Regions from separate parts of the Zea mays genome. Here region 1 is linked to region 2. The links are chromatin contacts, called in public Hi-C maps. All regions are on one chromosome and are shown on one strand. The core of a region is the stretch at or near the end of the contact, and the rest is flanking DNA. Distances in the headings are between cores, read along the strand shown.

Region 1 (3,559 bases), core at 474-2,973, 210 kb before region 2:
ATGAAGCCCAACGGAGCGACAAAGTCCACGTCATTACCTCACCACAAAAAAATCCCCAAACCCTATAGTAGTTGCACCATGGTAGAGCCACCATATGCGCCAGCAACCAAGTCGTGGTCACATCTTGCAGCCCCACATGCCAAGGAGACACCAGCACCTCCGTTGAGACATCGTGGCTCTACGGCGCAGCTAGGTGCCCAGACTTGGCCGACTAACTGCCATTGTGTTGTATCTGGTCTCGTTGTTGTGTCGTATGTCGTCCGTCGTCCAAGGCTTCAATCCATCGTAGTCAGAACGTCACCGCATGACAAGACAGACAACCAAGGACAAGGTCCCATCGTGCCAATGTCCAAGCCTACCCAGCTAGTGGACACCCGACCTGACCTCCCCTGCTTTGCTGCTTGCAGTACTGGGCTGCAGATGGGGCATTAGCGATTGGAAAATACCAAAGTGGACAAGTAGCCAGCTATCAACTAATCAACAACCAACTGGTGCATTTCGATTTAAAACTTTTGAAATAGTTGTATGAAATTTGAGTTTAGTAGACTAGTTATTGAATCAGTGATGACCATAGCGTGTGTGCTTAATTATAGGTTATACATATATATAATTAACTATATACATCGATAGACATGTTTTAATCTTTCAAAAAATCATCCTATAAAAAATTTCGAATACCCATCCTCTAAATCCTGGGCCCGCCACTGGTAAGATGGGTTACCAAATAAGTCTATTCCAATCAGCTCATGTGTGCCATGGTCGTGGTAACTGGTAACAAAGCATTCTTGTAAGTCACAATGTTCACATGGTGCATAGCCCATCGAATCCACGTGCTTACACATGCACCTGTTTGGCTGTTTGTTAGCTACATTTCGATGTAACTTATGTTATGCTTTTGGCTCAAGAGAATCACAACAGGACATTCGTTAGTTAAATTCAGAAGGTGGAACCGGTTCTACTCTAGATGACAGTCAAAACAAATTGCGCCGTTCCAATAGCTTTTGTAGGTGGGAAGAGAAGGGAATGAAGAAGGAGCAATCCGCACCTGGAAAACAGGCTCGCTAAACCGGCCTGGGGAGATCTGCAGCGCGCCGGGGCCACCGTCGCTGAATGCCCATGTGCGGCATATCGTCAGCCCCATGCGGCGGCCGCGGCGCAGCATCTCGACGGACAACGAGGGAGACCGGGCCGAGAGGAGCCAGTACGAGTTCCAGCCGTTGATGTAGATCGGCGCGCCAGTGAGGGTGTCGACGAAGTGGGTGCCGGCGCGGCCCACGAAGGACATCCGCGGCTGCAGCCACGGCATGGGGAGCTTGAACCCACCAGGGCCGCCGGCGGAGGGGCCGTGGCCTGGATGCCAGTTCAGGTAGGCCAGGGCCAGGAGGAGGAGGACGCCTAGGAGGCTGTACATGCGCGTCCCCCTCCACATTGGTCGTCCGCCGCAGCCGCCCACGCGGCGCAGTTGGGTGTCGAGATTTTCGCGGTGTTTTGGCCGCGTTTTCGCGTGGTTCCGGGGCCCTTGCGTTGCGGCTGCCTCAGGCGCTGGAGCCTGGAGGAAGCGAAACGAGTCCACTAGCTGAGCTGCTCAGATCTTCGGAGGCGCGAGCGCGATCACACGGACGCCGGCGTGCAGGCCTGCAGGGACAGTTGTCCTGGGCCCTGGCAGCTGACGAACGATCCGGACTAATCCGTGAGCGGCAGGAGCTCCAATCGTTTGTTTCTTAGCCATCTCTAGCAGTCGGACACTCATAAAAGGTGAAGATTAAAATAAAAGTGAGATAGAAGTGAAAACGTGAAATGGAGAGTCTGCAGAAAATAGTCTCTAACAATGAACACTGAAAATAAGATAAAGTTATATAAGCACTGAAAAAAATATTTTTTCTCTAATACACTCTCAAAATAAGATAAAGTTATATAAGCACCTAATTGAAATATTTCTCCCTAAATGCCACTACCCAATAATTCCTACACTTGCTATCCATTGCCTCCACCAACTATGCTAAGAGCAATTTCAATAGTTATGTATAATTGTACTATCTAAATCTTAGATTTTATCAAGTCCTCAAATAATATAGAAAACACACAAACTTATCTTCTCTAACAGTTCTCTATATATTACTTTTTAAATATGTCAACAGTTTAAGTGGGTCCACCTAATTTTTCTTATTTTTTTATCTTTCTTTTGCAACTCGATCTCAAAATTGTGGAAGTGACGATGGATTCAACCCGATGAGCCGTGTTGGCTTTTGATTGGTTGCTGCAATTGTTTATTCGTTTATTTTTTTATGTGCATGTGCTGCTATTGTATTATTAAATATTTAATCTCTAACCGAGTAGCTGCCACAATTGTTCATCACTGGCGATCTGTGCATAGCTATGTTAATCTATCTTTACTGTAGAGTGGAGAAAAGGCACCGAAATAAAAAAAATCTCAATTATTTGTTTATAGAGTTGGTAAATGGTTGCCACACATAGAGAAAAAATGGGGTTTTATGAGAAGTAGCTAAATTTAAAAAAAATCATTTAGAGAGTTGTTCGAGAGAAATTTCTAGGTTAACTATCTAAATTATTGATTCAGAGAGTCTTTTAGAGAACTATTGAAGTTACTCTAAGTGACCACTAAATAGTTGTAAATAAAAAGAGATTGGTGATAATACTATAAATATAATTATGAAGTAGAAGAAGAGTTTTAAGGTACGTTTGGTTCAGCCGTGAGGTGTTAAAAAAGCTATACTGGGTTGTTTGCTGTGAAATAGTTGTCGTGAGAAAAAAAGCTAAAAGTGGTTTAGTTCAAATTATTGTGAGTTGTCCACTATAATCAAAATATATATTATTTTATAGACTTTATTCAACTATATCTCTTAATTAATATATCTAATTAAAAGTCGATTTCACATTTGCATTCATGCTATTTTTACAAATAAATCAAATTTACAATTTAATTTTTAATATTTTAAATAAAATATGTTTATTTCATTTATTATAACACTTAATTAATTTTAATATTTTAAATTTCTATCTGCATTATCTATTTACTAATATAACAAAATTAGATAAGCAACAAAAACAGGTTTCAAGCTGGTTTCAATTTTGGACTATAAAAAGCTGCTTTTTCAACCCTTTTTTTCAAAGCAGAAACAAGTTCAAAAAGTTGAACCAAATGCATCCTTAACAAATAAAGCAGCAAATAAATATATTATAGATCTTAAATAATAAGATAACAATAATGGCCCATTAATTGTATTGTACAAGCTTCACAAATGATATCTCATCATAAGCATACAAACACAGGCACCATAGCTTTCACACGCCTCACATTAACTTCACAAAACCAAACAATAGATCCACAGTAGTACTATTGGAGCGAAGGTCGTGTGCCCCCTCGATCAGTTTTCTTTAACATCAATTGGACAGGTGCGACATGAAGCGAAGGGTACCTCGGCCGGTATCAAAATCGAGGTTTTTGTCTAGAATCATTGAAGGCATTGAAACGAAGAGATCTATCGTTTAAAGCGGGGGCTCCTCATGACTTCGCGAAGGCGGCCCCGCCAGCTTGAAC
Region 2 (3,556 bases), core at 583-3,082:
TGCTGCATGTGCACATATTTAGAATGGCAAGAATATGTTTTGAAAAAGAAAATAGATTGAGATGCATGGAAACAAAAAATATGATTTAAATGCTTTATTTCCTCCATAAATATAGGGTCTCTCCAACATCCATGCATCAAAGTTCGTTAGAACCAGTTTATTATATACACTGATACTAATTATACTACACGGTGAAAGATTTATGCACTTCGCTAGATTACGTAAAAATCTGTTTTCTGCTACATGTGCATAATTTTAGGATGACAAGAATGTTAGTTGAAAAGAAAATGGATTGGCATACGCGAGATTTATGGAATCATGGCAAATGACCTCATTTCTAGGGATGTTCCTAAAACATCCGACTTGTATCACAAATCTAATATTTTAGCATAGATATACATAGAATTTAAAGCTGATTTTTGGCACTGTTATTAAGAATATTATGTAGTATTTAAATAAATTTTTATATAATTTTTTATGTACATTATTTTCTCCCTACAATAAAAAAGGTGAAAAAAACATCTGAATTTGTATTTGAATAGACATTCGAATTTTATATCAATTATTTAAAAAGATATATAATGAATTTAATGTTCATTTTTTATGAAGATTAACAGTCTCAATGCTAAAAACAAGAATATAAATTTACATAGCAAATTCTATATGTTATTTGTTCGCAATCGAAGAAACAAGACCAAAAATTTGACATCCGAATAAATATCCGGATCCATCCCTACTCATTTCTTAGAGCAGCTATTTTTTCTAAATTTCTATTTCGTTGCGTAAATGTGTGCATTGTAAATATATCTTATACATATGGCGTAAATACTAGGAACCTAATACACACTGGATTAAGTAAACGAGATAATACATAAAATCAACAAATCATTTGCGTAAAATGTGAATAGAAATATCATAAACAGGCAAATAGACGGAAGCAGAGCTATGAACTGAAATATATATCGTAAAAACCTATTGACGTTGGCATAAATATGTATACAAAATAGCATGAAAACAGGGCCACCGCCTCGCGTCTAGGATGCGTAATCGGTTATATGTTAGTCCCCATGCACATGCAACATCTATATGTCCTATGAGACACTAAGTTTCACGCATAAAATTGTCATTGAACCCTTTTGATATTTCAGCTATCTAGCCTACTAACCCGGTCAATTGCCTTCTCTAAACATCTTGTCGCCGGCAAAAGTAAAATCCTACACAATACCTTTGCATGTATTCGTTCCACAACAAATGTTGAAGTCTCCAATACTTTCAATAAAGCTCATGTTTATGTGGTCCAACCTATATTATTATTTCTCTGAGAATCGTTAGTCCATATATCGTTGTCATTAATTACCAAAACACTACTTAGAGGCCTAGATGCTTCACAACTTGTTGTAAATTAGTACTTTTATCTAATTATTCATTTCATATATTTTAACAAAAGTAACTAATCTATCTATAATTTGGTCTATTCGGTGGACCGGATAGACTGAATTCGAGTCCAATCCCTAAAATTATTTTGAAAATTTTGAGCCTTATTTTTTAGAACCCAAAATTTCAAAAAAAACGAATAGACCGAACAAAATCACCCAAATGGATTGAATGCCCACCCATAATCGACGGAGTTAATGTCGTGGGAGGAGAAGAGGTCGTGGTGCTTGGTGGAGGTAACAACATCGGCGGTCAGGGGCGGAGGGCCCAGTATGGTCCAGTATTGCCTGGGCAATACCTTGGGTCGGCCCACTAAGAGAATAGAGATTAGGGTTCGTCCCGCACAGCCGCACAGGCGCGTCCCGACGTCCCGCACTCCTGCCGGCGCTCATTCCTCCAGGCCTCCAGCCTCCAACCGCTCGCCCGCTCGGCTGCAGACCGCTCCTGGCGGCGCTCCAGCCGCTCGGAGCCTCGGCACGCTCGGCGCTCCAGCTGTCCGCTCCGGCGCTTCGCTGATCTGCTTGTCTGATTGTCTTGTCCCGCCCGGCGGCCGGCTGCAGGCTGCTTGCCGCTTGGTCCCGCCGAGGCGTCGACCCGCACCGCACGGCTGCCGCCTGCCGCTGCTTCCTGCTTGGCCGCACGTCTGCTTGTCTAGTTGTTTGCTTGGCTGCTTGCTTAGTGCTTCTAGTTGTCTGCTTGCTTCGTGCTTCTGTGTTTCTAGTTGTCTGATTGTGACTTGTGAGACTTGTGAGCATAGAAAGGTCAAAGGTAGTGCGTGAGTATTTGATTGTGCGTGTCTAATGTATTAGATTTTTCAAGGTGCAGATTTTCCAATTTCTAAATAGCAGTCTTGGATACAAACAAAAACAAGGCAAAGAATATGGCCCAAAAAGTATCTCTATATTATGTGAACACTCCCTGTTGGCTGTTGTAACATCTTCTAATTCTCTAATACATGTTATATGCTTCGTAAAATGACAGATTTAAAGAGCTATTTTAGTCAAGCTTCTAGTGGAAGTAGACTAAGCACTCGCGCTAGTGGAGTTTGCAATGAACCGGAATACAAGTTGGAATTCAAGAGAATAATAGTGAAGATACCAATGGTGAAAATGTTAATGGTCAAGTCGAAGATAAGAAAACTAGACAAATGCAATTGTCTAGATCTTCTAGAACTAGACACAACTAAACGTATATTCTTATTTCACTTGTTCAACAATTTTTACTTTAATTTGCTATTGCTAACTCATTTTTTTCTTTTTCCCAGATTTTATTCGCTATATGGTATTTGGTTGTAAATGGATTGTAATCAAGATGACTACTAAATAAGGTATTTTTCAACACTTATTACTTATTTTATAGCTACAAGTTATTTTAAACTGTGTCATAAATTTTTAGTTTTCGTTGCGTTAGCAACACCTAAATTTTCTGGCGTCCTCCGCAACTGTCGGCGGTGCTCCACTAAGCCATAACATGTGCGCGAAGGTAGCAGCTAGAGATGGCAATGGGTAAATACCCACCGGGTATTACTACCCCATACCCATACCCACGACACAAAAATACCCCACCGGGTCACCCATATACACTAGCGGGTATGTATTTATCCCCATACCCATACCCATGTGGGTATGGGTCACCCATCGGGTCACCCGTACCCACAAAAATTAAACAACTATCAAAAAATTATACTATACAAATGGCAAGTATATCCATATAAATACCATTACAAAATTTTCTAGCATCATTTAACCATCCATTCAACACACACCAAAGATAATTGAATAAAGTAGTAACACTATGATAGTACTACATAGCACATTACATATTCGATTACATGGTCATTAAATTGTTGTTAAATAGTAAAAAAGTTGGATGACTAAAGTCCAAGTTCATGCTTCAGATAAGTTTATATTGGTATTTTATACCCACGGGTTAATGGGTATGTGTGAAGGCGGAACGTTTTAATACCCGTTTACCCATTGGGTGGAGATTTTTGCCCAATAACAGACCCACGGGTAGAATATTTAGCCCACATACATACCCTAATGGAGTAAATACCCATCGGGTATCGGGTCGCGGGTACCCATTGCCATCTCTAGTAGCAGCCGAGGAAGGTAGCAGGCGA

Evidence for each region. A called contact is a pair of places that touch in the nucleus more often than the background predicts.
Region 1: a Hi-C map of leaf shows a contact between it and region 2, with 5 times the contacts expected there. The contact joins the promoter of LOC103638326 here to the promoter of LOC100383380 in region 2. A contact is called at or near these places in 4 of 25 Hi-C or Micro-C datasets (ear, leaf and tassel).

The regions. Positions count from the first base shown.
Region 1 is chr9:46,922,511-46,926,069 of Zm-B73-REFERENCE-NAM-5.0, reverse strand. LOC103638326 (mannan endo-1,4-beta-mannosidase 6) reads right to left here and starts at 1,723. Exons shown (of 5, transcript XM_008661272.2): 1 at 1,046-1,723. The coding sequence starts at 1,429.
Region 2 is chr9:46,708,743-46,712,298 of Zm-B73-REFERENCE-NAM-5.0, reverse strand. It overlaps LOC100383380, which reads left to right and starts at 1,832. Exons shown (of 3, transcript NM_001176035.1): 1 at 1,832-2,622; 2 at 2,699-2,761. The coding sequence starts at 2,397. The coding sequence ends at 2,760.